Regions from separate parts of the Sus scrofa genome. Here regions 2, 3, 4, 5, 6 and 7 are each linked to region 1. The links are chromatin contacts, called in public HiChIP or PLAC-seq maps. All regions are on one chromosome and are shown on one strand. The core of a region is the stretch at or near the end of the contact, and the rest is flanking DNA. Distances in the headings are between cores, read along the strand shown. Region 1 has its middle 17 kb from the start of TPRG1. Region 2 has its middle 140 kb from the start of BCL6. Region 3 has its middle 190 kb from the start of LPP. Region 4 has its middle 160 kb from the start of LPP. Region 5 has its middle 120 kb from the start of LPP. Region 6 has its middle 38 kb from the start of LPP. Region 7 has its middle 21 kb from the start of LPP.

Region 1 (4,419 bases), core at 540-3,039:
ACTCAGGAGAGAAGACTGTCATCCTGAAGGTGAAACAACTCTTAGATTCTCTAAGGAGATCGGGAAGCTGCGTGAGCTTTGCCTCCAAGTTTGTTTTATCCACTTCAGCCCTTGATACAGGTTCCATTCTGGATTAGGCAGTACTGGCTCTAGGACACCCTGAAGTTAAGAATTTCATTGAATCTCTGAATAAGCAAGATCTGGAGTCAAGGCTGGGGTCCCAGATAGAGTGCACTCCTCTGCTGGTAGTGGGTGTGGTGCTCCCACAGGCCTAACCCACAGTTCTGCCCCTGCCCCTCCTGGTAGCTCCACCTTTTACAGCTAAGCTTCAGGGCAGCCCCTGAGCTCTCCAGCTCTCACGTGGGCCTCCGGAAGTCTTACAGCTCACAACCCCTCAACCATGGCCTGGGGCTTCCCGGTCAGGGTTTGGTGGAGTTGGTCTGTGGCTGTAGAAGCCTTAGGCCTAGAGGCCAGCCTGACTCTGTTCCTGGGCTGCAGAAAAGCCCTCAGGCCTGGGCCTAGGCACTACTGGGAGGGGTCCAGGAGGCTGAGGATATGAAGGGCCAGTTTAGGGTTGCTGTGGAGGAGGAAGGGTGTGGAAGAGAACAGGCAAAATGCTAATGCTTCAGCTTCTTGTGCCTTCAGACTCCAGGCCTTCAGGAAGGAAGCGGCTTGGTTTCCCTGCCCCGGAACAGCAGGCTGTCAGGGATCTTATTCTGATGCTGGCCTTCTGAAAGGGCAGCTGGACACAGCCAGGGCAGGCCGGGGTCCTGGCTTGGCCTCCATAAGTGGGGCCATAAAAGGGATCTCTGGGGCTAGAAATGGGCAGGACCTAACCCCTTGGCAGGGGAAAAGACACAAGCTTGGGGCAGAGATAGGGATAGTCACAGAATTTCAGGCCCCAGAGCTTGAGGTGTCAAGGGCCTCAGGCCAAGGAAGGCCAGATTGAACCCAGGTTCTAAATAAAGGCAGAGGAATCCCAGTACCAGAGCCAAAGGGGTCAAGAAGCCATGCTGACTTGGTGCTTATTTCCCAGAGTTACTGACCCAGGGCTTCTTCAGTTCTAATTGGTTTTTTTCCTTAATGAAAATAAGATTTATGCACCACAGAAACCAGGGCCAGGCTAAGCCTTTACAAGGTCTCCATGGAATCTTGTACAAGTTACTGGAAAGAGGCTGGAAAGCCAGGAGGGGGCCTGGGAGAGCCCAACTCCATCACTAAATCCCTGTTTGGCCTTTAATAGCTCCATAGCCTCCTTGGGCCTTCGTAACCTCCTGTGTGAAATAAGGGAGTTGGATCACAGCAGAGGTTTCCAAGCTGCTGTCTGTGAAGTCCAGTGATCTGAGGAGGGGCCTCATGAGTCTCTATAAGGGTCAGAGAAGAGGGAAGCTCAGAAGGGGAGGCCAGAAGCTCCTAACACACAATTGCCTGGAATGCTGCCTTTTTTTTTTTTTTTTTTGGTCATACCCACAGTATGCAGAATTTCCCCGGCCAGGGATCGAACCTGCACCACAGCTGCAGCCCTCACCACAGCCGTGACAATGCCAGATCTGTAACCCACTGCCCCGCCAGGGAATGCCTGGAGCACTTCCATTTTGAAGTTTAATCCATTGGCAATCCATATAAGATTTTGTGTGGAAGCCACAAGAAAAAAAAAAAAAAAAAGGAAAAGGAAAGGGGGAAATAAAGAGTAGAAAAGGAAAGAAAGAAGGCAAATAGGAGCTCTGAGCTGGCTGATCTCCAAGCTGTCTCAGGCTTGTCCTTCTCTGACTCACCATGACGCTCTCCTGCTCACATTTTGAAGAACCACTTCTGCTCCCCTCTGCCATCCTCTCAGGAAAGAATCCATACATAAGCCCAGAAAAAGCCACTGGTGAGATCCCATTTCCCAGCTCTGAGGCGTGCTGGCGCGCAGAGGAGGAAATTGGGGGGGTTTATGTGGGCTGGTGGGGAGGAGAGTGGAGGCCCTGAGCTGTAAATCAGGCTCAGAGGTTTGGATTCCCCGCTGCGTGACCCTCAGATGCCCCCTCCACTCCAGAAACCGGTACACTCACACCCCAGCCAAGGGAAGTGTGCCCGGCTCTCAGGCGGCCCCTGGAAGCTGGGCCCACTCTGAGGAGTTGTTTTGATTTTTCAGGAAAAACTACTCCAAGCCAAACCTTCCCTCCCAAGAACAACACAGACAGGGATTTTCAATGTGCTCGGGGGACGAAGGCTCTGGGTGGCCCTATGCGCCGGCCTGGCCAGTAAGACCCACAGGTAACAGGCACACCTGAGTCAGTATGGATGGCGGCTAAGGGCCACTTCTTTTTACTCTAAACACCTCCCACTGCTGCCAAGTCTCCAGGCTTCCTCTTTTAGATGATTTTGCTCTCCCATGTGCCAGCCTGACTGCACGGTTGCTCATCGCTCAATACCCAGCCCTCACATCCAGGAATTCCATGATTGCCTGGAGATGTGGCAAGCCCAGCTGAAGTTGGGGACCTCCCTTATGTGCACACACACCACCCAGGGAGGACCCTCTGCTGCCCTCTCCCACAAGAGGTGGGTTGCCTTGGGACTCTCTGAGCATGTGGGTTAGTGGGATCAGCTTTGGACCAGGAATGGAGAAGTCCCTGGACCCTCCCTCTGTGAGAGTTCCAGTGGGTCACCTCTTTTTTCTGGGCCTGTTTCCTCCTCTGTGAAATATAGGGGACTTACACTCACTCACCCCACATTTACCACATACCTGCTTTCAGGTGAAGTGGTTCTCCTTGACCAAGGTCACAGCCCAAGGAATGGCCACATGGGTGAAATTAACTCAGAGGTCAGTAGGGTCGCTGATGTCAAAGGCAGTTCTGCCTCCATAAAGGCAATGGCTGCGATGCGTTCCCATCTCTCGGAAAGTTCACAGGGTAGTGAGGCAGTGTGATGTTGAAAAATAATCACCTCAATGGTCAAGTAGCAGTCACCTTGCGGTGATGTGGCTGCAGAGAGGCTGGTCCTACAGTGTGTCCCAGAAGAAGTGACCGCCACGTTGAATTTTCAAGGCTGAGCACCAAGCTGTGGGCGGGATGCGGAGAGAAGAACACGGAAATAGGAGAGTTTGGAGAATTTCAAGTAATTAACCAAGGACAAGAAACTGGGGGTGAGAAGGGCAGAGAAGACAAGAGAAGAAGCAAATCAGATCTCCAGGGCCCTCAGGCTTTGTATATTTCAGATTCTGGAGTTACTATGTTTTATTGTTCTTTGTTTTTTGTTTTTGTTTTTTCCTGAAGGCAATGGGAAATGCTGGAAATGTAGAAGAATAAGATGGTCACATTTGCGTTTTAGAAATCTCCCTCTGGAGTTCCCTTCATGGCTCAGCGCTTAGCAAACCCAACTAGGATCCAAGAGGATGTGGGTTCAGTCCCTGGCCTCCTTATCATCCACAAGGATGTGGATTTGATCCCTGGTCTCGCTCAGTGGGTTAAGAATCCAGTGTTGCCATGAGCTGTGGTGTAGGTCGCAGACACGGCTCGGATCCCGAGTTGCTGTGGCTGTGGTATATATAGGCCAGTGGCTAGAGATCCAATTGCACCCCTAGCCTGGGAACTTCCATATGCCGCAAGTGTGGGCCTAAAAAGAAAAGAAAAAAAAAAAAAAAAACCAAAAAAACCCTCCCTCTGTCTGTCTTACAGGGCCCAGTTTGAAGAGAAAAAGAAATAGAAGGCAGGGAGATCACTCAGGAAGCAAGAAAAAGAGAGGAAGATGTCCCAATCCAGGTCAGGTAGGACGGAAGTATAGAAGGAAGTGAAATCGAAGATGAGAGTAAGGGCTGTGACAAGATAAGCATTCTCCATCCCTGACTTTCTAGGACTCGACAGCTAAAGAAATCTCCCCGCACGCATTCCACCTCCCATTTTTATCCACCCCTCCTCCCACCTCCCACACACCCCTAAGTCTGGCCGGACCCTCCCACTCCCCAGCTTGGATAATAGGCGTGGCAGCGGGCCCAGGAGTTCCCGCCATCTTCCCCACCAGCATGTTCTGCTGCCTGAGCAGTTGGCTGCCGCCAGGAGTGTTAATTGGAGAGACATCTGAAGTGACCAGACTGGTGACGCCGCTGCCATGATAGACACACTCCATCTGCTCCGACAAGACACGTCTCCTGCACATAGGAGCCCAGCCTGACTCCCTGTGCCCAGCACTTGTAAGAAGTGGGACTCAAAGAAGTTAGACTCACAGGCTTTGCAACTGAAAACTGCCTGAGAGAACACGGAGCCCAAGCCCTTTGGTTGGTTGATGAAAAGGAAACTCAGGCCCAGGGTGGCCCAGGGTCACTCTCAGAGCTCAGGGCCAGGAGGTCTGCTGACCTGTCCTCTGCCCTTCCTTTGTAGGTGGGTAAGGTGTGAAGGGGAGTTTAGCCTCTAGAATCATGAATGTATCAGTGTCATTCCC
Region 2 (4,419 bases), core at 1,432-3,931, 990 kb after region 1:
TACCACTGAGTCATAACCCCACTCAGATTCAAAAGACCCCACCTTTTGATGGGAGGTGTGGCAAGTTTCTTGAAGGGCATGTGGTATGGAGAAATTGTTGCAGTCACCTTCAAAAAATGCAATCTGCCAAAGAAAGAGAGCCTGCAACAGTGTCTGCAACAAAAGATTAAGGGTCTCAAACACTGGGAGAAGGGGCAGTTATTTCTGCACTGAGGTTGTTATATACAAAGCACAGTCCCGCATTAACAGATGGGTCCTTTTATGAAGAGACACCAAAAAAATTACCAGCAACGTCCTGTCATGTAACAAAGGAGTGTTTTGAACAAAAACGGGATGGGGGCATTATTAGGGAAGGTCCTGAAATTATATCTGTGCACATCAATGAGCTCGTTGAGATGCTCACAGAAGATGTTTATGGAAGCAAACAGAAAGAGCTCTTTGCTAATGGCCAGATCATAACTTATAAGACCCAACTTCTTATTTGGAACCCTTGGCAAGCTCAGGTTTTCTATATGGCTTAATTATCTTGAATATCCCCATTTTCCTTCTGGCTTAGCTACAGTTGATGCGTTCTGGACAGAAATCAAAAACTCTTTCCCACCCGATTATCCCTCAGTAAGACTATGTTCCAAAAAGAAATATTAATTAATCTATCAGGTTGCTCTTTTATTAATTAACTAATGAACTTTCAAAAGATATTTGACCTTGTGCAGAGTACTATGATATCTCCTGGGGCAAACCAGTCCTGCCCTCAACAGCCAAGAGCCACGCATTCACTAGATAGGGGCTGAGTGAGAGAAGAGGGAGCCAAGTGTGGCCTGAGAATGGAAGCCCAGGCCCAGGTTTCGACTGGTGGATGGAAGGGGCTAAGTGAGATACTGTGTTGAAATCCTGCTGTGTATAGGACCTGGTTTAAACCAGGTGAAGCATTTGGCATGAGGATGGCATTCAGAAAAGTGCACTGGTTTTATTAGGACGTGTGTTTTATTATAATGTAATCCCAACATGAAAGTATGAATAATGACTTCCTGTTTACCAATCACTTTGGTTTTTTTTTTCCATTTTTGTATTTTAAAAAAATGATAGGAATGTAGTTGATTTACAATGTTGTGTTAGTTTCACTTCGATATTTTAAAATCTCATTTAACTATCATAAAAATCTTGTAATTTAGGCCATATAATTATGCCCCCCACCCAAGTTTTACAAATTATGACATTGATATTCTGGGAGGTTAAGTGCCTTACCTGAGGTCTCCTAGTAGATAATTGGCAGAGCTGGGATCTGGAGCCAGGTTACTACCCCAAAGCTACCCATTTCCATCCTACCGAGTGATGTCCTAAATTGCCAAAAGATCTTGTGCAATCATCCATGTCCCGTCCCCCACTCTGGCCTTCGATTCTACATCTGCAAAGTGAGAGGAATTAAATTATGCCTGGCATCCCATCCAGGTCCCAGTGTCTCTGATTAAAAGCGTATGTTCAGGAATGGACCCTGCTTGCTGCCGGGATCCTTGTGCATCTTGAAGCCCAGGCCCAAGGGGCTGGAGCCTGGAGCTGCGCCCAAACACAGCCTGGCTTGGCGTTCAGCACTCTATCTGGCTGCCAAAAGGCCAGAATTCTCTAGAGAATATGAGTCCAATCTGGCCAACTTCTGATGGCCTTAAGTTATCCTCTGACCTCGAACTTCTGATTATCTGAAGTTTATTAAAAAAAAAAAAAGGGCTTAGGAATAGACATTATATCTCTCTGGAGACCCGCTTCCTTTCTTCCTTTAATTACATTCGTTCAACAACAGGGAATGGGAACTAGGCGTCAAGCAGCGTGTCTGTAATCTTTGCTTCTGCTTTTTTTGCAAGTCACATCAAAAGCAGGATTACCAAAAATGTTCCCGGAGTTCCTGTCGTGGCTTAGTGGTAATGAACCCAACTAGTATACATTGAGGACACCGGTTCAATCCCTGGCCTTGAAAAGTGGTTAAAGATCCAGCATTGCCATGAGCTGTGGTGTAGGTCTCAAATGTGTCTCGGATTCTGCGTTGCTGTGGCTGTGGCCAGGCCAGCAGCTGTAGCTCCAATTTGACCCCTAGCTTGGGAACTTCCATATGCTGCGGATGCAGCCCTAAAAAGACAAAAAAAAAAAAAAAGGAGATTCCTTGGCAGGAGGGTTTGTGAAGCCATGTGGCTTCCTCTTGAGAAAGAAAGGAAGACCTAGGTTACATGCATCTTTAAAGTATGAAGATGTGAAATCTATCACATTTGCTAATAACAATGTCTGATATTCAGAGCTGGTCCACTTCAATTACTTTTCTTTTAAATTTTTTCCCCTTTTTGGCTGTGCCTGTGGCATACATAAATTCCTGAGCCAGGGACTGAACCCAAGCCACAGCAGTGACAAAGCCAAATCCTTAACTGCTAGATCACTAGGGAACTCCCAATCGCTTTTAAAAACAGCTTCTTTACTGTCTTGCAAAGGAAATAGGTGAGGAAAATGCTTTCTGTATCTGGCTCCAAGATCAATTGTAAGGCTCAAAGGTAACATTAGATTTAAAGCACAATTCTTTTTCTTCTGCATGATTCCTTCCCCATTTTTGATGGGATGTGAAATGACTCAACGTCACTCAGGAAGCACATTTCTGAGCCATGCTGCAGAGAGTCTTTCTGCATCTTGACCCAGTGTTGCTTCTCCTAGGTCAAGCACCTTGCTTTGGATCTCAGCCATCATCTGGTTTCATTCTGTAGAGACTCAGGTGAAAGATCCTCCTGCCCCCAGGAAAAGGGCCTTTCTCTGCCACTATCCCAGGGCTCTGCATAAGCTGAGGCTGAGGGCCACTCTCTTCTAGCCTCTCTGCCTTCTAAGTTAAGGAGCTGGTTTTGGTTTCATTTCTACTAGAGTGAGGAAAAAAAAGGAGCTGATTTGATCCTTGCTCCACTCCCAGGGCAGAGATCGCTCAGACTTCTCTCCCACAGCCCTCTGTGTGCTGCCAACAGTCCCACAGGCATAAAGAAGAGGGCAATTGCGAGAGTCTGGGGACAGCAGTTTCACAATTCACCACAAGGCTCCAGGGCAGCTTGGAAGAGATGGTTGTAGCCATGTGGGGCAGTAGGTAGAATGCTGGCCTAGACTCCAGTTACTACTCTGCCACTGAAGCACTGTGTGACCTTAGGCACGTTACTGAACCTCTGTAGGCCTCTTTTTCCTCAAGTGTCAAACTAGGAAATCAGATGCTTTATAGAGTAGAAAATTTTCAGATTTGAAAAGTACTTTGGGTATCATCTAGCTCATCCTGTTTAGTTTGTACACTTGGAAACTGAGGACTAGAGAAGGGGAGTAACTTACTAATGACAGGTAAATAACAGGGTAATTTCTAGAAGACAAGACTTCATGTTGCAGTGCTGCTTTGTCTTCTGGATAATTTCCAAGGTTCTCCCCAGCTCCATGAGTCTATACTTTAAAGGCACAGTCCCTTATCAGCTCTGGCTGTCGTCTTTGGGCTTGGTATTGTGTTGGTCACCGCGTGCTTCCTTTGGAACTCTTGGTGACACTGCTTCTGTCCAGATACTTTCCCCATTACAGGATTCTTCAATTTCGTGTAAGGCTGGGCAAATGATCTGCTTAGCCACACCTCTGGCAGTCCTGTTGTAATGCTTATAATGGTCTAGGCTCATTTCAGACAGAAAATTCAGACAGGGTGTTGGGCAAGAGCAGGGTCAGCTTGGTGACTTGGCCTCGTGTATAGACAGAGACATTGCAGTAACTGCCAAGAGACCTATGTCCAGCTTGGCCCCTGAGTCACTTAGTGACCTTGAACAAGCCACATTTCCCTTCCAAGCCTCAATATCTCCATATTTAAAACTTGTTGATTGAAGTAGATAATTCCTAAGGTACCTTCCAGCTCTGCTATTCCATAGCAGAAACTTGCCCAAACTTTTAATTCCTTAGGGGATCTTGCTTAGAAACTAAGAGAATGATCTTCATCACAGGAAGTCTGAGAATGCTTGCAGGATAATAAAATAAGTATTAGGCAAAAAAATAAGAATTTTATGTAGCCCTTTGCTTTTGGATCATATTTTCTAATGTCTATATCAAATAATTGCGTCATAACCATGTTTCAATTTTCATATGAAGAGAGGAAGAAGGAGAAATAGAAGTAACAATTGCTATAGAAATTAGCCAAGCTTTATCAAAATACGATCTCATTTGGTAGGACATAACTGGATCCTCAGCTTCATAGATGTAGATTCTGCCTTCAGCACTCATATCTACCAGGGAGCTCCAGCATAGAGATAAGGGAGCCAAATACAAAGGATGAGATTTTAAAGCCTGTATAAAGGACAGAGGGGAGAGAGATCACTTACTGTTTAGGGGTATCAGAAAAGTCTTCATGGAAACATTTGCATTTGATTTTGGCTTGGGGAAATA
Region 3 (4,419 bases), core at 1,144-3,643, 920 kb after region 1:
ACCTGTGAGATGCTACTCATCATCTGCCTTAGGGATGTCACTAGTTGTTTCAGGCATCATGTGAATGACATAGAGAAGTGCTGTTTCACCTCAAAAGGGCTGCCATGAGTGTGAAGGATTGTTGCTACTACTCTGCCCAACAGTGTGCAAGGTACCCTGGGGCGGGGGGGAAGGTGGTTTACAAAAGGAATGTAAGAGATGGCCGCTACCCTCCAGGAACTTACAACCCCTTGTTGGGAAACCAAGACACTCCCAAATGAAACAGACATGTAACACCTCAAGGCTGTATTTACTACTTAAATGATGGCTAAAGACTCTGAGACCTGTAGGAGCTCAGAGAAAGCCGAGATAATCAGCAGGCTGGAGCAGTTGGGAATGTCACCTGGAGGAGGTGAGGTTTGAGTTGGGTAACAAAGGCACAGAGAAGATGGAGAAGGTCTCTCCATCAGGGTGTGGCACAAAATAGTCAATTAGTAGAAGGTTTTCTTGGTTGAGCGATCTATTTGGAGTTAGACTCCCCATGAAGCTTGAGTTATGGACTTAAGAACTGGAGGAGAGTTACAGGAAATGGAAAGTCAGGACAGTATTTAGATCAACTATAGGTTATGATGAAATGATGATTTAAGGGCACTCATACGTGAAGGATGGACCTGTTGGGTGATATAGGAGAGAAGAGAGCTGGTACCGAGGAGCCCAAGCTTGGGGTGATGTGGTTTGGAGCAGACCAATGGAAATGTTAAGAGAAAGAAATACATGTAAGTGAAAGATCGTTCTGTTTGTAAGGGGAGGACAAGTCATATGCTTAATCCTCTTTCTTCTGTTCATGTCTAAACTGTGGGATTTGAGTTAAATTGGGCAAAGAGGGGGCAAGGAAATAGGGAGCATCTTTGTACATACACTGGAAAATTCTTGAAAACCCAAATTGGTCTCGAAGTGTCTACTTTCCTCTCCAGAAAAAAGGATTTGAAGTTGCCGGCTGATCCATAGACGTTAGGAGATAGACAAGACCATACCTGTTCACACATAGGAGCAATTTCAGAATTTCTCATCCAATATCCCCAGCAAGCACTCATCCATTCTCTTCTTGAACTTCTCCAGTGAAGGATGTTCACCACCGCTTGAGGAAGACTTTTGTGGTTAGACGTGTCTGTAGCTTCACAATTTTAGCATTTTCACCTTTTGTGAATTTTCCTGATGGACTCTCCTATTGGCCCCCAGGGTTATACAGAACTTTTTATATTCCTCTCACATCTTCCTGATTCAGTCTTAATTGGAGGTGCAGGCCCTGATTTCCAAGTTTTCCTCATCATCCTCATTTATAAGTTACCTTTTACATTAAATAAGTAAAATGCCACAAAATTTCATCGTTTCTATTTTTATTCATCACTTGACCCAAAGACAAAAGAGTTTGATTCCAGAAAAGACAAATAAGTTAAAAAAAGAAAGACCTATGGGATCTTCTTTTATTTTTTTATTTTTATTTTTTTGCTTTTGCAAAAAAAAAAATTAGCTTCCATAAACCCATAATATGGGTGTTTGCACCTCTTTCCTTTTTCAGCTGAGCAGCTGGATATCTTTCCAGGGATTCCTTGTCAGAAATCAAATCCAACAAGTAGGAAGTTTGACTCGATTCAGGACAGTCTTGCCAAGTAGCCAATAAGAGGGTGAAGTCAGGTGGAGCAGGAAAGAGCTTCAGTCAATAGCAGTTGTTATTATTAAAACATAAAAACAAAAGGGATTATCACCACCATCATCATCATCAACCAGGCAAACCCTGAATTTTCTTCACTAACACAAAAGGCAGGAGATCTATATAAACACACCATTGTCCCAAGATGGTCATTTACCATTGCCCAAGCAAGTTACACTGGCCATGGTCTCTTTTAGGCTGTGTTGCGGAAAAACATCAGCCCTTACTTTAAAAGTTTAGGGTAGAAAGGATAACATTTAACAACGTAAAAAAATGCTCCACCAGATCAAAATAAACAAGTGAACAAACAGAAGCAGGTCAGTTCTCTTTTTGGCACCACACAGGACCATATGCTTCCAGAGATGAGAATTTAAAAATAGCCTGTCACACAGCTCACATTGTAGCCCTGGGACATGGTGGGGGTGGGAATGACTGCCTCACACTTAATAATAGTGACACTTCACATGTATACCAACTCCTTCTCAAAGTAACCCAGAACACTTTCCAGTTATTTATTTTTCTTAAAAAAATTTTGAATCTTCCTGGATTCCCAATCAATTGAGTAGAAGCACAATTCTTCCCACTTTAGAGGGAAGACCACTGAGGTATCAAAAGATAAAATCGCTATCTCAGGATTATAGAGTGACTCAGGGATTAGTCTTGTGCTGTTCAAAACATACTGGGTTGCCAACTGCGGCAATATCCTGGGCTGTGAGAGCCACGAGTTCATAGGATGTTGCACAAAAAAAGAGAGGCAGTTGCTTCCCATTGCTTCTGTTTTGAAATGCCCTTGCCTTCCATTTTAAGCATTGCATTAGTTTCCAATTTTAAGGCCAATGGTGTGTAAGCCTATTGTTGCAGACCAACCTACAGAGATATCATAATCATATAATTTTTCACATCTCCAGTTTCTCGCACAGAGATGGTTTATACTCACCATTTCATCAGGTCTGTGTAAAGAGCTGCACTTTAGGCAGGGCCAGAGGTATGACACGAGGTAACAGAGGCTCAGGGTGTGAGGGAACTTTCTCACCTGGTGAATACCACAGACACCTGGGTCTTTTCTCTGCATGTCTGGGGTGTTCTCCTGCCCCATGCTTTCCCTGAGTTCAAAGCCATGTGGTGAGACTCGGCTGCAGAGTGTGGGGAAGACATCCCCCTCTGTGTTCAGGCTTGACTCTTCCACCTAGTTTCATGCCCAACACTCAGTTTCTAATCGGTTGCATAGCCCTGAAAGGGGGATTCTAGATGTGGAAAAACCAAGGGAAGTCAGTAATGAGCTCCCTTCTCTGGGAGAAGGAAAACTCTTGATATACTGATGGGTCCAGGCAGATGGTCTGGATACCTGTGTAGTCCAGTGATGTATTACTGATTAGCCTTCACCCTTATTCCAGCCCCAACTCCCTCTGCCTCTGCTCTGCATCTTTATTTATTTATTTATTTTTTGCTTTTTAGGGTGGCATTTGTGCCATATGGACGTTCCCAGGCTAGGGATAAAATCTTAGCGGCAGGTACAGGCCTACGCTACAGCCATAGCAACGTGGGATCTGAGCCATATCTGTGACCTACACCACAGCTCATGGGAATGCTTGATCCTTAATCCACTGAGCATGTCCTCATGGATACTAGTCAGGTTAGTGACCACTGAGCCACAATGGGAACTCCTGCTCTGCATCTTAGCCCTTCTTTTCTCAAGAGCCTAAGTGCCCTTGCTGCTTCCTCCTTCACTGGGCAAAACCCCAGTCTGGTGAAACGTAGGTATACCCTCTCTCCTCCTTTGCTTGCAACTAAGAATGCTCTTAAGAACATGGAGGATCATGCCAAGCAGCTCGCTTTAAATTTATGACCACCACCCTCCAATGGACCTTCCAGAACACCCTATAACACTTCTAGCAAATTTACTTTTTCAGTCTCTGGAATGATTCTTTCATACCTTTACTTCCCTCCTTAAATCTCCACCATGCTTCACCCTTTCCATCCTAGGAGATGACCTTCCACCAGGATGATGACCTTCCTTCTTTGCTGTCAGAGGAAATGATTCCGTCTTTCCACCATCAACTCCTTCACTCACCTGCCTCTGCATCCGTATGCACGGCCCCCTTCCTATGATGTGGAGGACATGTCATAGCCTCTAAGGTCAACAATTCCTGTGTACTCTGGATTCTGTCTCCTTTCATGTTCTTCTCTCCAGCAATATTTGTTTTGTCTTACTCTCTTTCATCCATTCAATCAGCAAACAAATATATCTATACAGTGACTATTAAAAAACAACTTTCCCTTGATCCTATATGACTACGCAGCTACTACCCCATTACTTTAGTTTCCCTTCTAAACTTTTAGCTAGTAAAATCTACATATCCTGTCTCCTTTTGTCAGCTCCCATTCTCTTCTCAGCAACGCCCCAGATTTCTTCTCATGCTACCATTCCACTTAATAGCCCTTATTAAACATCAAGGCTGTTTGCGAAGCCAAAATGTACTCAACTAACTGGACTATTCAGCAAAATTCAGTAGAAGAGTTGATCCTTCCGACTTCTTTGAACACTTTCTTCTCTAGCCTTCTGCGAGTCCATGCTCAGCTTGTTTGCCCTTTCTTGTCCCCTTGTCTGCCTCTTCCTCCTGTACATCAAAGTTTGGAGCGCTTTGGGGTTCTGGTCTCAATTCTCTCTGTACACTTCCTAGATAAACTCATTAAGTCCCATGGCTTTAATATACTATCTATATGCAGAT
Region 4 (4,419 bases), core at 518-3,017, 890 kb after region 1:
TATTAGATCATTGCGTCTTAGTGATCCCTATGGAGAGAATGTAGTCAGGGCCATTAGTGCCATTTTATAGGTGAGAAAACTGAGGCTCAGGGAGATCAAATTATTTTCTCAGAGAAAGCTTTGAGGTGAACTTGGGTCTGCTCACGCCAGCACGCTGGCAGAAGCTGTTTAGGGAGGGGTAGCTGATGATGGGGTCAGAGGAGGGGAGCCACCAGCCTATGGGTTCATCTGTCTTACCTCCTGAAAGATGCTACGGTCTGATGGGTAGAGCTCTAGATTTTCAGGCAGACAACCCAGCACTGTGGGTGTGTGAGTGTGGGGTTGGTGCCGGAAGGTGCGGGGATCACAGAGAATGACCTGGGGGAGGTGAGACTGTGTGGGTGGCTTCCTTTGCACAGATGTGTCACCCTTGGTGCCTGCCTGAGGCTGGTGGCCATACCCATGTGAGTGCCTGCAGACAAGCCCCACACGGGTGGACAATACTTATGACTTGCTGGGGAAGTGACCAGAGTCCCAGCCTGTGTGGTATAGGTCCTGGGTTTCTGAGTCCCTCTGTAGAGCATTGGCTTTGAGCAGTTCTGTGACTTCAATCAGAGCTTCTGAGACGACAGCCACTTTGCAGTGTGGGTGGACCCACAGTCCTACTCCTTCCTTGGGAAAAATAACTCAGCAATATCTCTTGCTGCTGAGTGGGCCAGGTGTGTGAGCTGAGTGGAAGCATGATGCAGTATAAAATCTGAGGTTGACAGAGTTGTAAGTTACCTGGATCAGATACCTAGTTTATGGATGGAAACACAGAGGATCAGAGGACGAAACTGACTATTACTTCATGCCTGTTTTTAACATTTCATTTATTCAAAAACTATTTAAGTAGGTATTCTCTGGGAGGGTTTGCCTCCATGTATCCCCAGTCCAGTGAAGACAGATACACATAAACAAGAATTCACCACGCCAACAGGTGCTTAGTGAGAGTGACCATGTTTTGAGAGAGGGCTCAGAGAAGGAGCTGCCAACTCCTTTCTGGGAATCTGAAAGGGCCACCCAGCAGAGATGAAAACTGAGTGAATCTAGAAAGATAAATAATTTTGTGAAAGGCAGAAAAGTGCTCACCTGATAGAAAGAACAACGTGTTCACAGATCTAGAGGTGGAAAGAGTGCATGTGACGCCAGGACTCAGGACTGGCTCCAATCTAGGGAGTGTCTCTGTGCATCAGAGTTTGCAGGATGGGGTCAGCAGGCGAAACCAGAAAATGGGCGTGTCCTGGATCATGAAGGGCTTCATTCAACAGACTAAGGAGTCTGAACTGTGTCTTTTTGGCTGCTCCAGCCACATGCAGAAGTTCCCTGGTCAGGGATCAAACCTGTGCCACAGCATTGACCCAAGCCATGGGAGGGATGATGTTGGGTCCTTAAGCTTCTATGCCACCATGCAACTCCTGAATTGTGTCTTATAGGGATTGGGAACACATTAAGGGATATTAAGCAGGGAGATAACGACACTAGGAATGAGTTTGGACATAGCATTCTGTAGACAGTCTGGGAAAGACTGAAGAGAGATAGGAGGCATGGAGGCTAGTTTGAAGATGCTGGAGCATCATAGTAAATTATGACAAAAGCCCAGCCAGAGTCAGCTGTGGTGGGGAAGGCAAGGAGGAATTGGAGTGAGAAATTCAGGAACTGGAACTGACGTGGAGAGTGGAGTGATAGGGGCCCAGTCTGGGTGATAGGGTCGATGGTAACCAACCAACCAGGAGAAGGGATGACAGAAGTGGATGGGAGGGCACTTAGTGTTCAGTGTTAAATTTGTTGCATGTGCAGGGCTTGGAGATATCAAAAGGGTGGCATAGGTGGAGAAAACAGTCTGCAGGCGAGGAGAGAGGCCAAGTTTGGCAATCAGGAGGCTGTCAGGATCAGAACCCATACACATGGATTTTGGAGATATGGGACACTTTTTAAGAATCAGTTCATCCAAAGTGGTGTTCAGATGTGTCTCAGACCTTGAGCTGAAAGCCTCCAGGGGGCAGACAGACCCCCAGCATCTGCCCTGGGAGGCTCCCCTGGGCTGGCAGGGAGTTATCTCACTGTGAGATTAAGTGAGGGGGGTCAAGGGAGAGAGCTCAGGCCCCTGCCTGTCTGTACCACGTCAGAGCCAGGAACTCACCAGGGCCAAGCCCCTTTATCTTGGAGACATCCTTCATCAGATATGGTTCACTCATTTCCGCTCCAGCCCCCATGCCTTCCCACCACCACCACCTCCTCACTTTAGTCACTGGAGCTGAGTCATCCTATGAGCCTATTCCTGTCACCTTCCCCTCCATCAGGATGGAAAGGGTTTGGGTAGGAGCCACAGGGCATGGGTATTGCCATCTGCTGGTCAGATTGGAACAAGAGAATGGGTCTCAGCCTCTGTTCCAATTCCTTTACCACTGTTTGCTTCCTAGGAGGTTGAGGGAGAAGTAAAGCTGGCCAGACTCTGACTCCCAGAAAGGAAAGGAAAAAAAGGAACTAATGTGGGTGGGGAACCCCTGCGGCACCAGGCAAATGCCAAAAGCCTTGGCATCCATTTCCCGTAACAATGGCCTTAGGATGGCCTCAAAATAACACCTTAGCAGTGGTATTATCCTCAGATGGGGAACATGAGGATCAGGAGGTTAAGCCATTTTCCCAAGATCACAAAGCAGGTATATCTGAATGATTTCAAAGCTCACACTACTTCCACTACATTTTCGCATCTATTGCTCCATCATCCCTGGGGGAGTATGGCATAAAAGTCAACTCCTGGCTGAATACTTACCATGTGTGAAGCACAGCACCAGAGTGGTTAATAGAGGCATCTTGCTCTTGAGAAACTTTATGTCCTGTTGGAAATGCTTGATCCTTTGATTTAATCACTCCGTTTTTCTGAGCATCACCTATGAGCAGACCCTGTATGGGGGCTGTGGAGATGGGTGATGAGAATAGCATGGATTGGTAGATGTTGGGGCATTGTTGAATGGTTGAGACAAGTTTTAAAGCCCCACTAATGACAGAGAATTATTGAAGATTTGAGTATTTATGTTTTTATGCTGACTCATCAATCCTCCTGTATTCACTCCTTTTATTCCTTCCTTGATATCAGGTGCTAGGCTAGAGGGTTTGGGGTACAACAGAGAGTAAAAAGTAGGGACAGCCTCTACCACCAAAGAGATTAGTGACCCATATCAGATGGTCACAATTCAGTGGATGTTTGCAAACTTGGAGAGTGTTCAAAAGGGAAGGAAGGTAGTGTGAGAGACCATGGAAGAGGGGGACATGTTTTGGGGGTGGTGGTGGTAAGGAAGGGCTGCTTTGAAGAAATAGCACTTAAACTATTAAGTGCTGAAAAAAATGTATGGAGTAATTTGTGTGTGTGTGTGTGTGTGTGTGTGTGTGTGTGTGTGTGTGTGTGTGTGTTGGAGGGAAGGTGGTGGAGACAGGGCACGGGGTAGAGAATATTGTCCCAGAAGGATGGCATTGACAAAGAGGAGACAGATGATATAGCAAGCGTTCTAGCAAAATAACAACACAGGCTGGCCTGGAAGACATTGGCACCCGAATTCACTTCTTGAGGCCATGCCCTTATGCTCCTCCTGGGAAACAGCAGCCGTGCCTGGTCTTGGATTTCACAGTGACTGCCATTCCCGGGTTTTGCTCCATGACTAGGACCTGTGCCTCCATGTCTTCTTCTGTGGAGTGTAATAGAACACGCCCATGTACTTTTCAGAACACTGATACTAATAAGAAGTGACAAAATACAAGTTGTCTAGAGACATTTCCTCGAGGATTAGCAATTTGGAGTTTATATAAAAAGTCAGAAAAGAGCTTCAGCCTGCTAATTAAATCTACATGCCCTGCCCTCCACACACATAGCCCAGGTCTTACTGATGTCAGCTTCTGGTAGACAGGTGTGGGTCTCCCGATCCACATATACCTAGCTCTAAAGAAAGAGGTGGGTTTTGAATGCATGCAGGACACTGACACTGTGCTTATTGGGAAGCTCCTGAAAACAGAATGCTGCTTTCATTTCCCTCCATTTCTAGCACGCTTTCGAAACTTCCTGGGCTACAAAGGGGCTTCAGTTTGGAGCCAAAGCCCATGAGACACAGGGATTCATGTCTGAGCTGGGAGGAGAGTCCAGATTTCCATAGCACTGAGCTGCCACTTTCTGAGAGCCAAAGCCCTGGCAGAGTTTTCTGGTTTGTTGCTTCAAGAGCCTAAGAACACTTAGACCTTGCAACCTTCAGAGACCCACGAGAATGTGTCCACATTGTTCAGTAAACCCATTCCTGAAAGCCTGAAGGGCAAGGATAGTCCTCAAAGTGTCAGTGGGCATTTTGGCCTCTAGCCTCAGTTCAGCAACATACTGGCTATGTGACCTGGGACACAGTCACTTCCTTGATT
Region 5 (4,419 bases), core at 1,359-3,858, 850 kb after region 1:
GCATTGAGCTAGAAGGGGTGCCGGAGAGGATTTGCCCTGCCTGCCCCAGCTTCCCAGCTTTAGGTATGGGAAGAGGGCTCTCAAGTATTGTCCAGATGGTGCCACAATTATCCTAATACTAGGATCATGAAGGATGCTGGGCTGTATTGCTCGTGTTTGAATTTTCTGTTAATCCAGAACTATCACATGACAAGTTTTGGAGGAAAGACTCCTCCTAATCACAAATATTTGCAGTACTTGACCTTGTTGCACTTTGGCCAGTGATGTTGAAAATGGGTCATGTGCTGCCCTGAGGGACCCTCCAGACATGCCTGTTTGCCTGTTTGGATAGTGTACCAGCAATGCTATCTTCTTTGGCCTCTTTTAGGGAGGACAGAGGTGCTGAAAGGAAAGAACATGCCCTGCCAGGCCAAGGGTCAAATGCCATGCAAAGTCTTTTTAAATCCCAACGTCCTTCTTTTGTTTATGTTTAAGCAGCTTCCTCTTCATTGTCTTTAGGGTCTTTGCCTAATTTTATTATCTTTTTCTTCCAGTTCTCTACCTAATTTCCAAGTCCAAGTCCTGGCTTCCGAAATCAATATGATATCTAATTTGTAGAAAATTGAGGCACCTCATTTCCTCCCACCATCCCACCCCCAACACCTGCAAACCTACCTTCATACAGGCCCTTACTTCCTTCTCTGAGTCGTAGAACACTTCAAAGTTAGGGGCTCCTCCGACATGGAGATTTAGTCTTTATGTCCTGCAGGGCTTTACTCAATTAGTCTCCTTCTTTTTAATAATGGCTTCATTAAGAAGTAATTCACATACCATAAACCTCCCCCTTTTAAAGTATAAAATTCAGTGTTTTCTAGTGTCCTGATTAAGTTTGGTATTAATCCTCACTGTCCAATTTTAGAATATTTTCATTATCACATTTAGAAACCCTGGTGCACCCATTAGCAGTCTATCCTCATTCCCATTCTCACTCTTTCTTTCTTTTTTCTTCCTTGCTTTTTTTTTTTTTTTTATCTTTTAGGGCTGCACTTTCAGCATATGGAAGTTCCCAGGTTAGGGGGTCAAATTGGAGCTGCAGCTGCTGGTTTCCACCACAGCCACAGCAACGCCAGATCGTAGCCATATCTTCAACCTATACCACAGCTCATGGCAATGCCAGATCCTTAACCCACTGAAGGAGGCCAGGAATTAAACCCACATCCTCATGGATACCGTTTAGGTTTGTAACCCATTGAACCGCAACGGTAACTCCCCCCATTCTCATTATTTCTGATTCTCAACTTTGTTCCATTGACCTCTATGTCTTGTTTTCTTCAGTGATCACTGTCTTTTTTATTTTGCTATATAATGATTTTAATTTTTTTTCCATTATAGCTGGTTTACAGTGTTCTGTCAATTTTCTATCGTACAGCATGGTGACCCAGTTTCACTTACATGTACATGTACTTTTTTCTCACATTATAAATGCTCCATCATAAGTGACCAGACATAGTTCCAGTGCTACACAGCCAAAATAATGCCTTTTGCAGCAACATGGATGGAACTAGACACTCTGACACTGAGTGAAGTAAGTCAGAAACAGAAAGACAAATACCATATGATATCACTTACATCTGGAATCTAATGTATAGCACAAATGAACCTTTCCACAGAAAAGAAAATCATGGACTTGGAGAATAGACTTGTGACTGCCAAGGGGGAGGGGGAGGGAGCGGGATGGATGGGGTGCTTGGGTTTAATAGATGCAGACTATTGCCTTTGGAATGGATTAGCAATGTGATCACTATCTTGATTACTATAGCTTAGTAGTAAATTTTGAAATCGAGACCTGTGAGTTCTCCAACTTTGCTGTTGTTCAAGATCATTTGGCAATTCTGAGTCCCTTGTGTTTCCATCTGATTACTATGATCAACCGCCAATTTCTACAAAAAACAGCTAGGATTTTGACAAGAGATTGCACTATATCTCTAGATTATTCGGGGGAGTGTTGACACAATATTCCATCTTTGATTCATGAACATGGGATGTATTACCATTTATTTAGATCTTTAGTTTCTTTTAACAATGTGTTTTAGTTTTCGATAAAGAAAACAAATTTTGTATTCCTTTTGTTAAATTTATTCCTAAGGATTTTATTCTTTTTAATATTATTCTAAATGGGGTTATTTTCCTAATTTCATTTTTAGATTTTTCATTACTAGTGTCTAAAAATATAATTGGTTTTTATATATAGATTTTGTATCCTGCAACTTTACTGAACTTGTTATTAGTTTTAAAAGTATTTTGGTGGGAGTTCCTGCTACAGTGCAGGTTAGGAATCCAACTACAGTGGCTTGGGCAGCTGTGGAGATGTGGGTTTGATCCTTGGCCTGGTGCAGTGGGTTAAAGATCCAGTGTGGCCACAGCTGTGGCACAGGTTGCAGCTGCAGTGTGGATTCAATCCCTGGCCCAGGAACTTCCATATGTCATGGCTGAGGCCATAAAAGCAATAAATAAATAAATAAAATTATTTTTTGTGGATTACATAGGTTTTCTTATATACAAGATTATGTCATGTGCAGTTAGAAGTAGTTTTACTTCTTCCTTCTCAATCTGGGAGTGTATTTTTTTTTTTTTTTTCTTGCCTAATTGCCCTGGCTAAAATCTCTAGTGCAATACTGACCACATGTACTGACTGGATGTTCTTGTCTTGTTAAACATCTTAGGAAGACAGCTTTCAGTCTTTGACCAGTAAGTTTAATGTTAGCTAGGGTTTTCATAGATGTCCTTTATCAGACTGAGGAAGATTCCTTCTATTTCTAACTTGTTGAGTGTTTTCCTTTTTTTAAAAAAAAAATCGTGACAAGGTGTTGGATTTTGTTAAATACTTTTTCTGTGTATGCTGAGATGGTCATTTTTTGCTTTTTATTCTATTAATAGGATGCTTTGATTTTCATATGTTGAGCCAACTGTCAATCCTTGGGATAAATATCCCTTGGTGATGGTGTATAATCCTTTTTATGTATTGCTAGAGTCCCTCTTTCTCTTATATCTTCCATATTTTTTCTATTGATTTCTTTCCTTTAGCTGATAAACATACTCAAACTTCTTTCTTAATAACAGAGAACAAAACAAACTTACCTCATGGATGCTATATCCCCAAGCTGCTGCCTTATCTTTCTTCTTCCATTTTTATTCACGTTTTGGAAACGCCTGTCCTCTGTTTTGGCTTAATACTGATTTGTAACAATCATAGGGAAACTGCTTTCATTAAAATCACAAAGGGCTTTCTAGGAGTTCCCTCATGGTGCAGGAGGTTAAGTATCTGGCTTTGTCACTGCAGTGACTTGGGGCGATACTGGGTGGGTTTGATCCCTGGCCCAGAAATTTCCACATGCCATGGGTGTGGCCAGAAAACCCCAAATGATCAAAAAGGACTTCCTAATTACCAAAATCCATGAACACTTTTCAGCCTTTATTTTTTTAGACTTACATATCACTCTACAGTTTCTCTGCTTCCTTCCTCTTTGAAACTTTCAAATCCCAGGCTTCCTTCCTTCTCTCTCTCTTCTATCCTTCCTCTCTCTCTCTCTCTCTCTTTCTCTCTCTCTCTCTCTCTTTCTTTCTTTCCTTTTTCTTCTTCCTTCCTTCCTTCATTTTTCCTTTCTTTTTGATTATAGCTTCCTGCTCTCATTTGTGGGCACTTTTCCCCATGCTTATAAAATAATGGTGTTCCTTAAGTATCTGTCTTTAGTGCATTTCTCTTCTCACTTTCTAACTTGTCTGGGAAACCTTATAAACACTCTCACTTCTATTATCATTTGTATGCTGATGAGGCCTGAATTGTTACCTTTTCTCAGACCTAGACAGGTATATTCAAACACCTTCTGGACCCTACCACTTCTTCAAAGTCCCACAGGATTATAAAATATAAGATGTCAAAACAAAACTTTGAAAAAAACAAAAAACAACAAACAAACAAACAAACAAAACAAAACTTTGAAGCCTTCTTATGCTGCCTAACCTGGCCTTCCTCTAACTTGTGGCAAACCTCTGGAAAATTTAAACAGCTTCCTAGATGAGGTGAGAATTGCCCTTGTTTACCAAGGCATATTGGTAGTCCTGCCTTTTCATTGGTGACAGATGCTGTTGTGTAGCAGAAAGAGAGAATTCAACATTTTACCCTGCTTTTAGAGAGCTTTCAGTATTAAGTATGAAACAGAAACAGACAGAGCTGATGATATTACAAGGTAGGTTAAGAATAGTTTGAGAGAAAAAAGAGAGAAAATAATAATAGAAAATTAAAGGAGAATGAGCTGGGTTCTGCCTGGGAAGTTAGCAGAATGGCAGACCTCTTGAACAGGGTGACTTTTGAATTGGGAAAGGAAGGTGAGTGGAACTTAGATGCAGCAGAGGGGTTAAGAATTGGCTGAGCTATCGTGG
Region 6 (4,419 bases), core at 951-3,450, 770 kb after region 1:
CTTTCTACAACCCAGCTCCTTGGGCTGGGGGGGGTCTCTGGGTTTCCTGGGTGGCTTTCTCTCCAAAGAAAGCCATGCCATTACTGAGCAGGTCTAATGGTTAGAAACCATGTGCCTCCTTCTTGGCTTAGCTTTTCTGAGACCACTGCTGACTGTGTATAACCTAATTAACCGATAACTTGGAATTTTCAATTCACAGAGCAAGTCTCACCTGCCTTAGACTGGTTACCCTTCAGATACACGGAAACCCAGAATTATCTATCTCCCCCCGCCCCAGCTTATTACTCCCAGTTATTTCAGGAGTTCTTCATTTCACGCCTTTTCCCAAACCTGTCCTCACTTTGGTCTCCTTCTCTTAACATCTGGCTCAACTGCCTGTGCCCTGATGTCTTCTTCTTTGAGTCCTCCCGCTCACGCATGCCTGGGGCCTTCCTCCAAGGCATTTTCCCTGATCCCCCTCAGAAACAACCACTCCTTCATTCAGACTCCAGGCATCTTCTACCATCTACCGTCTTCATTTTCCTCCTTGTTTACATAGCTGTGACTATATATTGAAAGGAAAAGTTACACTTTCTTCTCACTAACCTCTGTTGTGGGGAATGTTGAAGTTATCATTCACCTTCAACTTGAAGAGTATGTGACTTTCTCTACCTATTGGCCTTGGCTAATTATGCTACTTAGTATTTACTTCCATGGTAGGTGTGTTGGAAAAAGAGCACCATTCTTTGACTTACTGCTAGAAGAAAATTATGCGGGTTGGCTGCCATTGTGTGAGAGGTCACATGCTGTCCTAAGCACAAAAGAGAAGACATGGGTCTCAGCAGATGGACAGCCTTGGGTCTACTGCTTAATCTTTTTCTGACTCATTTTGTTTCCACTCTAAGATGTGAATAATAATATCCCTAAGATAGGGTTGTCTGGAGGATCAGATGAGGTGCTACGTGACAGCGACTGGCTTATAGGAGCTCTTCCATAAAGTTAAGATGAAACCAAGTAGAGTAGAATTGCAATTCAATATGACCCCTTAAGTTAAAGAAGTTGGCATGAATGTGCAGGATTATGCTTAATTGAGGGAAAATGAGTTCTCTGACAGAAGAAGAGTAAACAACTATTATACAAGAAGGGGGATGACTGCTTTTGCTCAAAATAAATATGAGTGCTCTACAAATATCAGGAGGTATTATGCAAAGAAAGTAAAAATTAGGAATTAGCATAAGCTAAATATTATCTAGTGATACATCATTATCAAAATTCCATAGGCCTGGTTGACAGTTCTTTGTCTCAACACTAATTGTATAACCTTGAGCAAGACCATATAGAACCACAATCTTCTCATGTGCAGAATTTAGATATTTTGAAGAAATGATCTATAAGATCTCATCCAGGTCTAAACCACTCAGACTCAAGCATTTTTAACACAATGTGAAAACTCTTACGGGGGAGTCCCACTGTAGTGTAGTGGGTTAAGAATCTGACTGCAGTGGCTCGGATTGCTGTGGAGGTGTGGGTTTGATCCCTGGCCCAGCACAATGTGTTAAAGAATCTGGTATTGTTGCAGCTGCAGTGTAGGTTGCAGCTTTGGCTTGGATTCAATCCCTGGCCTGGGAACTTCCATATGCCGCAGGTGCAGCCATAAAACAACAACAGCAACAACAAAACACTCTTATGGGAGTTTGTCCTGTGGGATTATGTCCAATATGTCCTTCATCAAAATACCCAGGAAAATAATGTGATGCAGGAGTGGTATTCAGAGACCTGGGTTCTAGTCCTGGCAAATGTCACACACACACACACACACACACACACACACACACACACACACACCCCACTGCATTTATGTGCAATGAACACTGAGAAGTCCTATAGAAGAGCTATCTCAATACCAGCCATGAGGTATCAGAAAGGATATTACTATAAAGGTGGGGGTATGGGGGAAATGCAAATAAATTTTTTCCCTTCCCACTGAAGGCAGAGCCAAAGAAAACACACTTGAATTACATAAGGGAAGTCTTTCCAACTATCTGGGTGTGTAACCCAGAAACAGTTACCAAAGAGAGCTTGGGAAATCGATCTTTAAGAAGAGCAGAGCAAAGGGTTTAAGCAAATGGCTTTATGAAGGTTTTCCAGGTCCACTGGCTCTCAGGCACATCTCCATGTGAGGTTGGCTGTCAGGCACTTCCCGGCTTTGTATCCTGGCCTGGTGCAAGTTCTCTTCACTTTCACTTAGTGTTACTAGGGAGTGTGACTCAGAGCCAGATGGGGTGAGCTGGATTCCTAGTTGCTCAACATTTCATTATAAGCAGTTAGATGACACTGTGTGCGGTGCTAATGTGCCTCACAATGAGTTTTATGAGCTGTTCCTTGCAAGTATTTTGAAGCACATTTGCTGTCTCCTCCCCCCCCTTTTTTTTCAAGATGGAAATGCTGACAATCAGAGAGATAGAGGAGGACAAAATCAAAGATGGCACTGAATCACATAACTTCACAAGCCTGAGCCCTTAACTTGATCTTTGGCTATCCATGTTACCTCATAAGTCCTATTAAGTACTCATAGGAACTTACTTAACAAATAGGAAAAATGGAGCATGAGGGTGTGAAGGGCAGGAAAATGAATACCATCAGAGAATTTCACTATGCATAGCCCAGAGGTAGAAAGAGAATAAAGAAAGGCCAGCCAAATTCTGTAAGTCTCTGATGTCACTGGAATCATTGCAATGGAGGTAAACACGGTCTTCGGCCTGTGCCAGAGGTTGTGACTGGGTGCCAGGGACCAAGGGTAGTATGTCCAGTATGTCCTTCCTTGAAAAACCCAGGAAAATAATGTGATGGAGGAGTGGTATTCAGAGACTTGGGTTCTAGTCTTGGCAATGCCATGAACTTCTATGGACACCTGGGCAAGTCTCTTCCTGACCCTGATCCTTCTCTGTGCTGAGGCAAACCTGAGAGGCTGGGGAGCAGGAGCTGTGGTCAGTTCATTGGTGAATGGCCTCTTTCTTCTCTGGTGGCATTACTGTGGGCTTGTGGATGATTCTGGGGCCATGTGATGTTGTAAGATGAGTCTCACGGCCTCTGGAGGACCAGAAATATTAGATCATCCAGTATTATCAGACCCCAGCCAGCACCACCATGGCATGGCAGTGGGTATTCAACAAGTGTCTGTCACAGGAATACGTTAGGCTCAGCTGTGGGCAACAAAGACTTGAAAATCAGTGGTTTGTATAAGATAGAAATTTATTTCTCTTCCACTGTGTGTCTATGTCCCGATCTCTGGAACCTGTGAATATCTTAGGTTATGTGGCAAAGGGGAATTGAGGAGGCAGTTGAAATCAAAGTCGCTAATAAACTGACCTTAATCATCCTGGATTATTCAGGTAGGTCCTATGCTATCCCCAAAATACTTTATAGTGGAAGAGGAAATCGTAAGAGAGAACCAAAGTGATGGCAGTATGAGAAGGATACGCCTGATATTGCTGCTTTGAAGACAGAATGAGAGGCCATGATCCAAGGAGTGTGGGGAGCTTCTAGAATCTGGAAAAGACTAGGAGGCACAACTACCATACATCCTGCTGACACCTAGATCTTGCCCATTAAGACCCCTGTCAGACTCTGGTCTATAGAATACCATGGTTAAAAAAAAAAAAAGTGTCATTTTAAGCTAGTAACTTTGGAGTGATTTGTCCGAGCAACAATCGGAAACCAAGGCAATCACTTGAAATACATTTGAGGTAGGCAGCTGGGATAGGGAGTTAGTGTCCCACGGATCAGGGACCCAGACTCCTTTTCTCTTGTCACCCTAATGTGAGGACTTCCATTCTTAAGGCCACCTCAGGGAAGAAGATAGCTGCTGGAGCTCCAACCATTACATTTGTAGTCTGAGGAGAAGATGAGGAGAGGAGATGTTCTCCCTCTAAGGAGAGTTTCTGGCAGACATATATACATCTGCTGACTTTTCACTGACTAGGACTTAGTCATCTGGACACTCATGCAGCAGGATAGGCTGGGAAATCCAGCTGACTGATTCTGTGGCCAGTCAAAAACCAGGGCAATTACTGAAAGGAGAGACTAGATGTTGGGAGGCAATGAACAGACTCTGGCATAATAATGACAGTCTTTCCTTTTCTCTCTTAGATTTTTAAGAAAACAAGTTCTACTCTCAAAACTTGCTCTTGATGCACAGTGAGAAAGCATGGAGACTCTCAGAGTGTCAGTTCCTTGTCTTCTCACCCTTTCCTTCTGGCCTCACACATGCTGTCAGCCTTCCTCTCCTCTTAGCTGCCTTTCAGAACCTGTCACCCTCCACCTTGATTGCCTGTTTTTGTTCAGGCAGAGGGTCATCACCTCTCATCTGGATTCTTTCGGAAGCATTTGGCATTTTGTTGAGGGGGATGGAAGTAGATGTAATTACCCCCAACCTCCCCC
Region 7 (4,419 bases), core at 772-3,271, 750 kb after region 1:
TTGGGCAACTTGCTTCCTGGGCTCCAGAGGAACCATTTGCTCTAAAATTAGAAGAAATGAGTTTGGATTAAGAGCTCTCTAAGGCCCCTTCCAAATCTAGCCTTCTGTAATCCTAAAAATGATGACAAAGCCAAGTTTGGCTTTTAGGGACTTCAGTTGTTGTGTTCTGAATACTATAATGTCAAAGTACTGTAACTATTAATAATGCTTAATATTTACAAGAATGCGCAGTCTGAATCTTTCTTGATTTGCACATCACCTAGTTTCTGCTATAGTATTCCTTATTTTTTCCAGAGCAACCTAGAGCTAAAGGCTTCACCTCTGATTGTTTGCCTTCTCAAGTGGAGACACACCTTCTGCAGCTACAGCTGTCCCCAAATAACCTTTTGCCTTACTGTCAGTGTATGAGCCCCCATGACTCAGCAGTCCTAGCCTCTGAGAAACTCCATCATCATCATGACAAACCATCAACAATGAAGTTTTCTTGCACTCTAGTTCTGAGTCAGGCAAGTCAGTCTTCGCAATGTGTAGCCCCAGATCCAATTAAGTGACCAATTTTTAATTCATTCCATGTGAATTTTATTGATAATCTGTTAGGGCCATAGTTATGCTGTGTAAACTGGATGATATGAAACGCATAATCTACTAGAACACAAACAGCTAGCATTTATTTCCAATTTTATGGTTTAGGGATGGTTTCCATGTATGTATGTGTCATGTCTTCTGGAATTCATATCAATGACTTTGAGTTGACATTCAAATATGTGGCAGATAAGAAATATCAAAAGGAGTTTCTGTTGTGACTCAGCAGGTTACGAATCCAACCAGTATCCATGAGGATGTGGGTTCCATCCCTGGCCTGGCTCAGTGGGTTAAGGATCCAGCCTTGCCATAAGCTGTGGTGTATGTCACTGACATGGCTTGGATCCTGCATTGCTATTGCTGCAGCTATGTGGCTATGGTGTAGGTCAGTAGCTGCAACTCCAACTCCAATTCAACACCTAGTCTAGGAGCTTCCATATTGTAGGTGAAGCCCAAAAAAGCAAAAAAAAAAAAAAAAAAAAAAAAAAAAGGTGTCAAGAGAGGTCTCCTTCTAACACTTTGCTGTGGCCAACACAGGCCAGAGACCAATCATCAGCACTGCTGCATCCCCAGAGATAGAGACATTCTATTTTCTTCATTCAACCATAGGTGATCCCTCAGTACATCTGTAATATATCTCAACTGCTCAAGTTCAAGTCAAAGTTTTCTTTCTCTAGAAAGTCTTTCTAGATTTCTCCCTCTCCAGCTAAAAATATCTTCCTTTTTTTGAATACCTACAGTGCTTTTGCTATACCTCTTCTATCACATTTTTATTATATTAAAAGCAATTTTATTACATTTTCCTTCCTGTTCATACCTTATATTCTCTACTACTCTGTGAATACCTACTCTAGATCCATTGAACCAGAGTCTGAGGGGTAATTATGATTCGTTTCTGCTGAGACACAACAGGAACTCCCCATTTTTATGTTTTTATAAATTTGACCACTTCTCTCTGAGGCAAATTTCATTTATGGACAGATAATTGTTGCTAGCAAGGAGCAAGCACAGGACATTTCTAAAGACTTCATTGGCTCTACCATGCATGGGTTAAGAGACCTCCAGCAGAGGAAATTTCATGGGTCATTTCCCAGTAACATGTGACAAACTGCAATCCTAAGAGAAGCCTCAGGTTAATGAGGCAAGCAGATGCACAGGCCAGACCTCAAGACACTGTGGGCAGGAGATTAGGCTTTACAGTAGCACCGATGACTGAAGAATTCTGATTTATTTTCACTCTCTCTACAACTTGTATGTATTTTGGATCCCAAACTGCATTTATCATATGTTAGACCTTGTTGAAATATCAAGGAGTAAGAAAATCAATTGTAGTATCTCTAAGCAAAAACTGACATTGGTTAGAGGTGTACTGTGTTTGCAAAGAGAGCTACAATAGTCTCTTTACAATGTTACTTTGCTCTTCCTCCCACAAAGAAGAGGAATTTACTTAGTCACCCTTTGAATCTAGCTGGCCTCATGACTTTGACTGATACAAGAATACAGCAGCCATATATTTTGCAACTTCTTTTTTTTTTTTTTTTTTTTTTTGTCTTTTTGCCTTTTCTAAGACCGCTCCCTCGGCATATGGAGGTTCCCAGGCTAGAGGTCTAATTGGAGCTGTAGCCACCGGCCTATGCCATAGCCATAGCAATGCGGGATCCGAGCTGCGTCTGCAGTCTACACCATAGCTCACAGCAATGCTGGATTGTTAACCCACTGAGCATGGCCGGGGATCGAACCCATGACCTCATGGTTCCTAGTCAGATTTGTTAACCACTGAGCCACAACAGGAACTCCAATGTTTTGCAACTTCTGAGTCTAGGCCTTGGGAAACCTCACAGCTTCTGCTTTTGCCCTCTCTCTCTTTGTATAAAACTCAACTCTATGTGAAAAAGCCTGAGCTAACCTGCTAAACAATGCAGGCACACAGCCTTGCTATAAGCCAGCAGCAATCAGCTCCAAGCAGACTTGCCAATTGACTGGAATTGCATGAGTGTATCCAGGCAAGGTCATCAGAATGACCACACAGCTAAACCCAGCCCGAATCACTGACCACGAGAATTGTGAGCTAATGACTGTTTGAGGTCACTAAGGTTTTGAACGGGCTTATTACATAGCATAGACTAAAGGATACGTATAATGCATAACACTGAAAGAAATAGTAGCCCTTATTTTAGTGAAGATATCTGGACTGTTGACAAGCTCTCTGGGCCTTTCAAAATGGGTCTGAAGAGTTCCCATTGTGGCTCAGCAGATTATGAACCTGACTAGCATCCATGAGGATGCAGGTTCCATCCTTGACCTCACTCAGTGGGTTAAGGATCATGCATTGCCACAAGCTGCAGTGTAGGTCACAGAGGTGGCTGGGATCTGGCGTCGCTGTGGCTGTGGCGTAACCCTAGCCTGGGAACTTCCATATGCCACAGGTGTGGCTCTAAAAAGTAAAAAATTAAAAATGGAAATAAAATAAAATAAAATAAAATGGGTCTGAAATGAAAGTGTCCATTTTAGACTGTGGGCACAAGCTCACCACAGAGAAAAATAATGTAACGGATGGTTCTGAGGAACAGATTTTTAACTGCAGAGGCGCTGGCTTTTTGTGAGGATGAAGTAACTACATACTCAGGATTTACAAAGACTTGGCTTTTCAAAATAATTCATAATGATTTTTACATTTTGAGTCCAGTTCATAGTTTACCAACTACTTTCAGCATCTTTTGTGGTTTGTAATAAAAAGATTCTTTAGTGCTGACTAGAGTCATAAATTCAGGGGTTTTCAAACTTGGTATCACAGACTTAGAAATGACCTGGGGGCCGTCACTCCAACCTTCCCTTTTAACAATGTTTAAATAGGGAAGACCCAATTAAGATATATTTTGAAGGAAGGATTCAGTCCCTACAAATGAGTGCAATGACACTTACATAGCTCATACAGTTCACTCTCAGACAGGAACTAAAGTGAGTTAGTGAACTCCCACTCCCTTCCACACACACGTGAAGTCAGATTTCCAGACTTTTTTTTTTGTTGTTGTTGTTGTTGTTGTTGTTGTTGTTACTATTTCTTGGGCCGCTCCCGCGGCATATGGAGGTTCCCAGGCTAGGGGTTGAATCGGAGCTGTAGCCACCGGCCTACGCCAGAGCCACAGCAACGCGGGATCCGAGCCGCGTCTGCAACCTACACCACAGCTCACGGCAACACCGGATCGTTAACCCACTGAGCAAGGGCAGGGACCGAACCCGCAACCTCATGGTTCCTAGTCGGATTCGTTAACCACTGCGCCACGACGGGAACTCCTCCAGACTTTTTTTTTAACTGCAGAGCCTGCAACTCCATGGTTATCTCCATTTTCCACAGGTGAGAGGTCAAGGCTCAGACACTTGCTTGAGGTCAGGCAGACTGGGCAAGGGTCTAACCTGAGTTTACTGAATCTAAACCCAGACCTTTCACCTCTGCCATGTTTGGAAACTGGTGACTTAAAAGTTGAGTTAAAGCTCAACCACAGAAAAATTATACACTACATGTATATAACTGCCCACTTATGGTCACCGTAAACCAATATTCATGATTACTTTTTAGTGACTGGAAATAGCCTATGTTTTAACATTCTTGTAGAAACCCTTGCACCCAAATGTTAGAAAAGCAATGGTTTTCTTTCTTTGAGAACTCCTAGAAAAGTAATGATCTTGCCCTTGTGACCCCAGAGGTACAGGGATTAGAATCAAAAGAATCAAAAGTTGGAAGTGGCAGGAGGTAGATTGTAGCATATATATATATATAAGCTTTTTTAGGACTGCTCCCACAGCATATGGAGGTTCCCAGGCTGGGGGTCGAATCAG

The links. HiChIP or PLAC-seq counts read pairs in DNA pulled down with a chosen protein or histone mark.
Region 2: a contact with region 1 is called in an H3K27ac HiChIP or PLAC-seq map of alveolar macrophages. The contact joins two enhancer-like sites. A contact is called at or near these places in 2 of 2 datasets of contacts at active chromatin or transcription factors (alveolar macrophages and skeletal muscle).
Region 3: a contact with region 1 is called in an H3K27ac HiChIP or PLAC-seq map of alveolar macrophages. The contact joins two enhancer-like sites. A contact is called at or near these places in 2 of 2 datasets of contacts at active chromatin or transcription factors (alveolar macrophages and skeletal muscle).
Region 4: a contact with region 1 is called in an H3K27ac HiChIP or PLAC-seq map of alveolar macrophages. The contact joins two enhancer-like sites. A contact is called at or near these places in 2 of 2 datasets of contacts at active chromatin or transcription factors (alveolar macrophages and skeletal muscle).
Region 5: an H3K27ac HiChIP or PLAC-seq map of alveolar macrophages shows a contact between it and region 1. The contact joins two enhancer-like sites. A contact is called at or near these places in 2 of 2 datasets of contacts at active chromatin or transcription factors (alveolar macrophages and skeletal muscle).
Region 6: an H3K27ac HiChIP or PLAC-seq map of alveolar macrophages shows a contact between it and region 1. The contact joins two enhancer-like sites. A contact is called at or near these places in 1 of 47 Hi-C or Micro-C datasets (embryonic fibroblasts) and 1 of 2 datasets of contacts at active chromatin or transcription factors (alveolar macrophages).
Region 7: an H3K27ac HiChIP or PLAC-seq map of alveolar macrophages shows a contact between it and region 1. The contact joins two enhancer-like sites. A contact is called at or near these places in 1 of 47 Hi-C or Micro-C datasets (embryonic fibroblasts) and 1 of 2 datasets of contacts at active chromatin or transcription factors (alveolar macrophages).

The regions. Positions count from the first base shown.
Region 1 is chr13:126,510,636-126,515,054 of Sscrofa11.1, reverse strand. No RefSeq gene overlaps it. Among named protein-coding and RNA genes, the nearest start is that of TPRG1, 17 kb to the left of the region's middle. Within about 2 kb of position 1,789, at least 14 of the 83 cell types and tissues checked have an H3K27ac peak or open chromatin away from gene starts, as enhancers often do. A contact at or near this core is called in alveolar macrophages and skeletal muscle, where this site is marked.
Region 2 is chr13:125,525,968-125,530,386 of Sscrofa11.1, reverse strand. No RefSeq gene overlaps it. Among named protein-coding and RNA genes, the nearest start is that of BCL6, 140 kb to the right of the region's middle. Within about 2 kb of position 2,681, at least 26 of the 83 cell types and tissues checked have an H3K27ac peak or open chromatin away from gene starts, as enhancers often do. A contact at or near this core is called in alveolar macrophages, where this site is marked.
Region 3 is chr13:125,594,020-125,598,438 of Sscrofa11.1, reverse strand. No RefSeq gene overlaps it. Among named protein-coding and RNA genes, the nearest start is that of LPP, 190 kb to the left of the region's middle. Within about 2 kb of position 2,393, at least 8 of the 83 cell types and tissues checked have an H3K27ac peak or open chromatin away from gene starts, as enhancers often do. A contact at or near this core is called in alveolar macrophages and skeletal muscle, where this site is marked.
Region 4 is chr13:125,616,914-125,621,332 of Sscrofa11.1, reverse strand. No RefSeq gene overlaps it. Among named protein-coding and RNA genes, the nearest start is that of LPP, 160 kb to the left of the region's middle. Within about 2 kb of position 1,767, at least 17 of the 83 cell types and tissues checked have an H3K27ac peak or open chromatin away from gene starts, as enhancers often do. A contact at or near this core is called in alveolar macrophages, where this site is marked.
Region 5 is chr13:125,664,085-125,668,503 of Sscrofa11.1, reverse strand. No RefSeq gene overlaps it. Among named protein-coding and RNA genes, the nearest start is that of LPP, 120 kb to the left of the region's middle. Within about 2 kb of position 2,608, at least 2 of the 83 cell types and tissues checked have an H3K27ac peak or open chromatin away from gene starts, as enhancers often do. A contact at or near this core is called in alveolar macrophages, where this site is marked.
Region 6 is chr13:125,742,637-125,747,055 of Sscrofa11.1, reverse strand. No RefSeq gene overlaps it. Among named protein-coding and RNA genes, the nearest start is that of LPP, 38 kb to the left of the region's middle. Within about 2 kb of position 2,200, at least 11 of the 83 cell types and tissues checked have an H3K27ac peak or open chromatin away from gene starts, as enhancers often do. A contact at or near this core is called in alveolar macrophages, where this site is marked.
Region 7 is chr13:125,759,308-125,763,726 of Sscrofa11.1, reverse strand. No RefSeq gene overlaps it. Among named protein-coding and RNA genes, the nearest start is that of LPP, 21 kb to the left of the region's middle. Within about 2 kb of position 2,021, at least 9 of the 83 cell types and tissues checked have an H3K27ac peak or open chromatin away from gene starts, as enhancers often do. A contact at or near this core is called in alveolar macrophages, where this site is marked.